Regions from separate parts of the Zea mays genome. Here region 2 is linked to region 1. The links are chromatin contacts, called in public Hi-C maps. All regions are on one chromosome and are shown on one strand. Each heading gives the region's core, a stretch centred on a gene start, on an enhancer-like site or on the middle of the called end of the contact. The rest is flanking DNA. Distances are from core to core; before and after follow the strand shown. Region 1 has its middle 11 kb from the start of LOC103653916. Region 2 holds the start of LOC103653918 (heavy metal-associated isoprenylated plant protein 45).

What was found. Hi-C and Micro-C count contacts between places; a contact is called where the count stands out from the background.
Region 2: a contact with region 1 is called in a Hi-C map of tassel, with 2.5 times the contacts expected there. The contact joins the promoter of LOC103653918 here to the enhancer-like site in region 1. A contact is called at or near these places in 3 of 25 Hi-C or Micro-C datasets (ear, leaf and tassel).

What each region holds. Positions count from the first base shown.
Region 1 is chr4:161,539,458-161,542,157 of Zm-B73-REFERENCE-NAM-5.0, reverse strand. No RefSeq gene overlaps it. Among protein-coding and RNA genes, the nearest start is that of LOC103653916, 11 kb to the left of the region's middle. Within about 2 kb of position 1,412, at least 16 of the 20 cell types and tissues checked have an H3K27ac peak or open chromatin away from gene starts, as enhancers often do. A contact at or near this core is called in ear, leaf and tassel, where this site is marked.
Region 2 is chr4:161,709,869-161,712,568 of Zm-B73-REFERENCE-NAM-5.0, reverse strand. LOC103653918 (heavy metal-associated isoprenylated plant protein 45) reads right to left here and starts at 1,299. Exons shown (of 3, transcript XM_008680723.4): 1 at 670-1,299; 2 at 483-558; 3 at 1-368. The coding sequence starts at 723. The coding sequence ends at 46.

The sequences.
Region 1 (2,700 bases), core at 163-2,662:
CGGTGCGTCAGGCTGGTTCGAGCGAACTGGCCGCTCTCGGGAATTCACCGGCGACGTACGGCTAAAATTCACCGGACTGTCCGGTGTGCACCGGACTGTCCGGTGAGCCAACGGTCGGCCGCGCAATCTGCGCGGGACACGTGGCCGAGCCAACGGCTAGAAGAAGGCACCGGACTGTCCGGTGTGCACCGGACATGTCCGGTGCGCCAACGGCTCTCAAATCCGCAACGGTCGGCTTCGCTATTTAAGGAAGGAAATCGGGCACCGGACTGTCCGGTGCGCCAGACGACAGAAGGCAAGAATTGCCTTCCCTGATTGCTCTCAACGGCTCCTAGCTGCCTTGGGGCTATAAAAGGGACCCCTAGGCGCATGGAGGAGTACACCCAAGCATCCTTTGAGCATTGTTGATCACTCACACTTCATTCTTGCGCACTTATTCGACATTCTAGTGATTTGAGCTCCGTTCTAGTGTGCTAGTCTCTTGAGCTCAAGTCTGGGTTTTGTGTGTGCGTATTCGCTGTGATCTTTGTGTCGTGTGTGAGTTGCTAATCCCTCCCTTGCTCCGTGATTCTTTGTGAACATCTTTTGTAAGGGCGAGAGGCTCCAAGCTGTGGAGATTCCTCGCAAACGGGATTAAGAAAAGCAAAGCAACACCGTGGTATTCAAGTTGGTCTTTGGACCGCTTGAGAGGGGTTGATTGCAACCCTCGTCCATTGGGACGCCACAACGTGGAGTAGGCAAGCGTTGGTCTTGGCCGAACCACGGGATAACCACCGTGCCATCTCTGTGATTGATATCTCTTGGTTATTGTGTTGTGTTGAGATCTTTCTCTAGCCACTTGGCAAATTACTGTGCTATCGCCTAAACAAGTTTTTGTGTAAGTTTTAAGTTTTACAGGATCACCTATTCACCCCCCTCTAGGTGCTCTCACCTCCGACTGAAGGACGTCTACCCTTTATAGACGAGCCGCCGCACCCCTTGATTCGATCTGCTAAATTCCAGGAACCGCCCTCTGAAATATCTCGACGTGCAACCGTCTGGAGATCTCGCACGTAACGTCGTTTAGAACTCGTCACGACGCGATCGCGCATCGTCGCAAGTCACAAGTCACACGATAAATAACGCGTAGCGCGAGCGAGCGTGTGCACGTGTGGCAGCCTTCATAGCTCTTTATTTGTATTATGTGAAGAGTAGCGAACACTCCCACACCACATATAAGCTAATTCTTCTATCTAGATGAGCGACGTGGGACTAAAGTCCCATACTATCTCTACATAACAGCTTAGCTTTGTTATTGAATTCGGCCACACACACCGTCCGTCCCTCTGCTCCTCTGCCTAGCTCCCTACCCATCTGCACGGGACGCTTGAGCGATGCATTTGGATTGCTCGAGGTGGCAGTGGCAGGGCCCCTGCGATGCGAGGACGGTGGCGCAGCCGGGTGCGACAGGCTGCAGCCGTGGTATGGTATCCCACACCAATGTGTACTCATTGGCGCAGTTAATTTCAGCTTGCCTCCCTTGCTTATCGCTTTTACTTCGCTGCACGCCTGATGTGATGGAGTCACTGGTCACACTAGACCGTCATAAACCAATGAGCCAATCCGATAATAACTATAATTTAGTCCAGGCTTATTCAGCATAATTTGTTTTAATCTATTCATCATCTAAAATTCCTATAATGATTTTTATTTTCTCGTAAATACGCTTGTTACAAACCTGCTCAGACCTAGAATATTCAAGTGAAGACGAAGACATGGCGTTCTAAAAAAAAGGGGGGGGGGGGGGGGGGGGGGGTGGGGTTGGACAAGGTCAGACCGACGGCGTGCAATGGGAGTTATTGAATTCGACTGCTGACGGCCCATCGTATGTCTGAGTAAACCGGCCTGCCGCATAGTTGAATCATACCCAAGTCTGTGGGCCTTATGGTCATGCGTACCTATTGGGCCAACATGGTGTCGCCTTCCTGTTTATCGTCTAGCCAATCTTATTAGTCCTGTTAACCTTGTGGAATTCTAGATGCAACCTGTATATGATCGCACCGCACCAATCATGCATGAGAGATGTGGCTAGATGTCCCGTTGTCCACACATCAAGTCATCAACGGCATTAAATTAATCACCAACAACCTTGCTACAATCAAACAATTTTAGGACCAGTCTCATAGAGTCCATACGTCGTTCGGCATACTCACATTTGACACAAAATCATTCATCCAGTTAGTGGTGGCATGGTGAGCAGTGTCTTCCACTTCTGCCGAAACGATACCCAAGAGAATTAACGTCAATTGGTTTGTTAGGATTTTTTTTTAAAAAAAAAACTGACATCCTTATTTTCCTGAACCAAACCTTGATCAATTTGGCCACATCCATTCCAGAGAAACGGCAACATTTGTTTCTGACAATATTATATAGGCAAAACAAGCTTCCAATTGAAGTGATGGCTGAAAATAATGGTTTATTGTGGGCGGAGGAACCAGAACATGGCCTCACAGCAGCTGGTCCTAAAAGAGCAGAGGAGGAAGAGGTGGAGCACTATATGGATCTTGGTTTTGATGCAGAAGGAGATGATCCAACAGGAGCTGACGAAAGATAGCTGCGAGGCTAACCGGACGAGTACTTCCTAGTGTTATCAGTGGGCTGAACATTAAGAGCAGATCCTTGAAATATACAATCACAGGAAGTGGTGGTCTTAAGGCCGAA
Region 2 (2,700 bases), core at 50-2,549, 170 kb before region 1:
GCGCATACTGTCTTCTTCTTCTTCTTCTTCTTCGCATCACGTACATCACATCACGGCGCAGGCGTGGACATTGTCGTCGTGGAAGACGGCGAGCGCGTCGTCGTCGAGGACATGCGTGAAGGCGTGGCAGGGGTAGGATCCGATCGTGGGGTCGTTGTAGCCGTGGCGGTAGTACTTGTTGGTGGCCATGTACGTGTTGTCCTCCAGGTACTGGATCGCGAACGGGTAGTACTCGCCGTCGTACGGCCACGGCCAGAACTCCGCCGCCCTGCCGGTCCGCCGCGCCGCGCGCAGCGCCTCCCGCCGGTCCACGTACCCTGTCACTGTCACCTTCTGCCGATCCATGTCGATCTCCACCGAGCTCACTCCTGCACTGCACAGCTAGCATATCTGTCATGCATACTCCTGATGGATCGGAATTGGGTTTTGTTGGTATATATTTCTGATGAACAGGATGGAGGAATGGAATCAGTCGTGCGTGCCTTCCAGCTGGGACATGGCCTTCCTCACTCGCTTCTCGCAGCCGTCGCAGTCCATGTGCACGTTCATCTCCACGACCTAGCATAGCCACAGAAATGCAAAGCCATGAGGCTGAGAGAGAGAGAGAACAAGAGATGAAGAGAAGCTACCGTCTTCTCTGCTTTCTCATTCACAAATGGGGTCACTCACCGACAACGCGTTCGACGAGGTGGTGCTCCTCTGCGTCCTCCAAAAGCGAAGCATTTTCCAGCCACCGTCCAAGCCGACCGCCGGCTTGGATCGATGGGCGGCGGTGGAGGAGTGCAGCTGGGACGAAGCGTATAAATACTGCCGCGAGCGATAGGAGGCCGACGTTCACGGTAAGTTGCACGAGAGCGACACCGATCGCAGTTCGCCCATTCCAAAGCAGCACGGCGTCTCCCAATACGCGAGGCCAGGGACGGGGATATATGCGCCACGAGCAAATATTGTTCTCCGGGAAAAGATATCTGTTGGCCGGGAAGGGCCTCGACATCTTGGGTGCAGAACAATGTCGTATCACCGGCAGGGCCAGATAATGGATGAGATTTTTGGCCCATGTCCGATCGGTTTCGGTCGCCAGGCTGATTGCTTTTGCTGGGATCAATCTGACCTCTATCGAAGATATCTCTTTTTTTTCCTGGACAAAGTTGAGGCATGAAAAAGGTATAAAAATCTTGTTTTTTTCTTACTAGAAAATAATACGATAAAAATAACGCATGAGAGATAAAGACATAAGTTATTCTGTATTCTTTCTTAATGTAAAGTAAGTAATTATGAAAAAAATATATAAGTTAATCCAGCAATGACGATGTAACCATTAGTTATATAAAATACCTGAGGACTAATTAATTGCACTGTATAAGCAAGAAAACACTTCTACTGTATTAATAAACTACCGGCCCAGATGTAAACATTATAGGTATTGCTTTAGTCATATCATAATCAGATACTTGTTCTGAAATTAAGTCCGCAGTTATTTCATAATATTATGGCGCAGATGCGTAATTTTGTAAGTGAAAAACCACAACAAATTTGTATCTGTTTGTCTTCGACCTTTATACAGAGATGATGCAAAGAGACACTCTCCCTCGGTTTTTTTATTTACCGTGTTTTAGTTTTTTCAAAAATAAATTAGTGGACGATAAAAATTTAAAAATAGGGTAGTATAAACCATGAAAATATCAATCAATGTTTGTTTTAGATTATAGCTAGTTGTTTGAATTGCGGCAGCTGCAATTTATAGTGTAGAAGCTGCAGAAGCCGGCCATTTATACCTCCGGCTAACTCCACCCAAGAGACCAAGAGCTTTGACTGCACCCATGAACTTGCTGTCAGTGGTAAAGGAAACTGAATTTCAGGTCAAACTATATGTTTGTTCGTTTCTCTTTCCCAGTTGCTCCCAACAAATTTGGGAAACAAAGAAAGTTCAGAGTATTAATCTTAAACCATTTGATAGATTGAATCGATGTGATTCTGTGTGTTCTCTGTATTCATATCATAGTCTGAAACTGAAATAGCCAACCTGCAGTAATGCTTTCCCGGAGAACTGGACTATAAAGTTAATGAATTTCAACAATCAGTGGGCACAAGGTTAACCTGGTTGACAAAGTACACTTGTAAACTTTTAAATTTTCTATTATGCAGATGGTGCTGATGTTAGTTAAATGCTTGAATGCAGTGAGTTTTATTACGATGTCTGTTGGAGTCTTCAGGGAGATTGCCAGATGGCATGTCTTTGCCTTTTACTTATGGCTACCTTTCTTTAGGAAAAAAAAACTTTTAGCGATATAATTTAAGCTTGTTCAAGTCAGAGATCATTATCAGTCTATCGCCTAGTAGTTGCAGCTGCACTGCTGCTACTATGAGTATATTAATATTGTTGCAATATGCAGATGGATGTGTGTTTTTTTTTGGTGAAGAGTAAGGACGCGCGTGAGCAGGCTACCTGGGAGAATTGGCCTCATATAGTCATATCTCATGATCTTGCTGTTCACGTCTTGTTATTTGTTGAAGTGTCCTCATCTTGCTGTTCACGTACGTTCTTATCTAAAAGTATTGACCTGATCGAAGGACAATGATGCTCGGCCTTCTTTTAACTGAACTGATTCAGTTAGCAGCATATGAAATATTATTAATGCTTATGTTCATTCATCTGCTATGTGTACTAGGTAGGTAGGTACATAGATGGGTCAAAGGAGC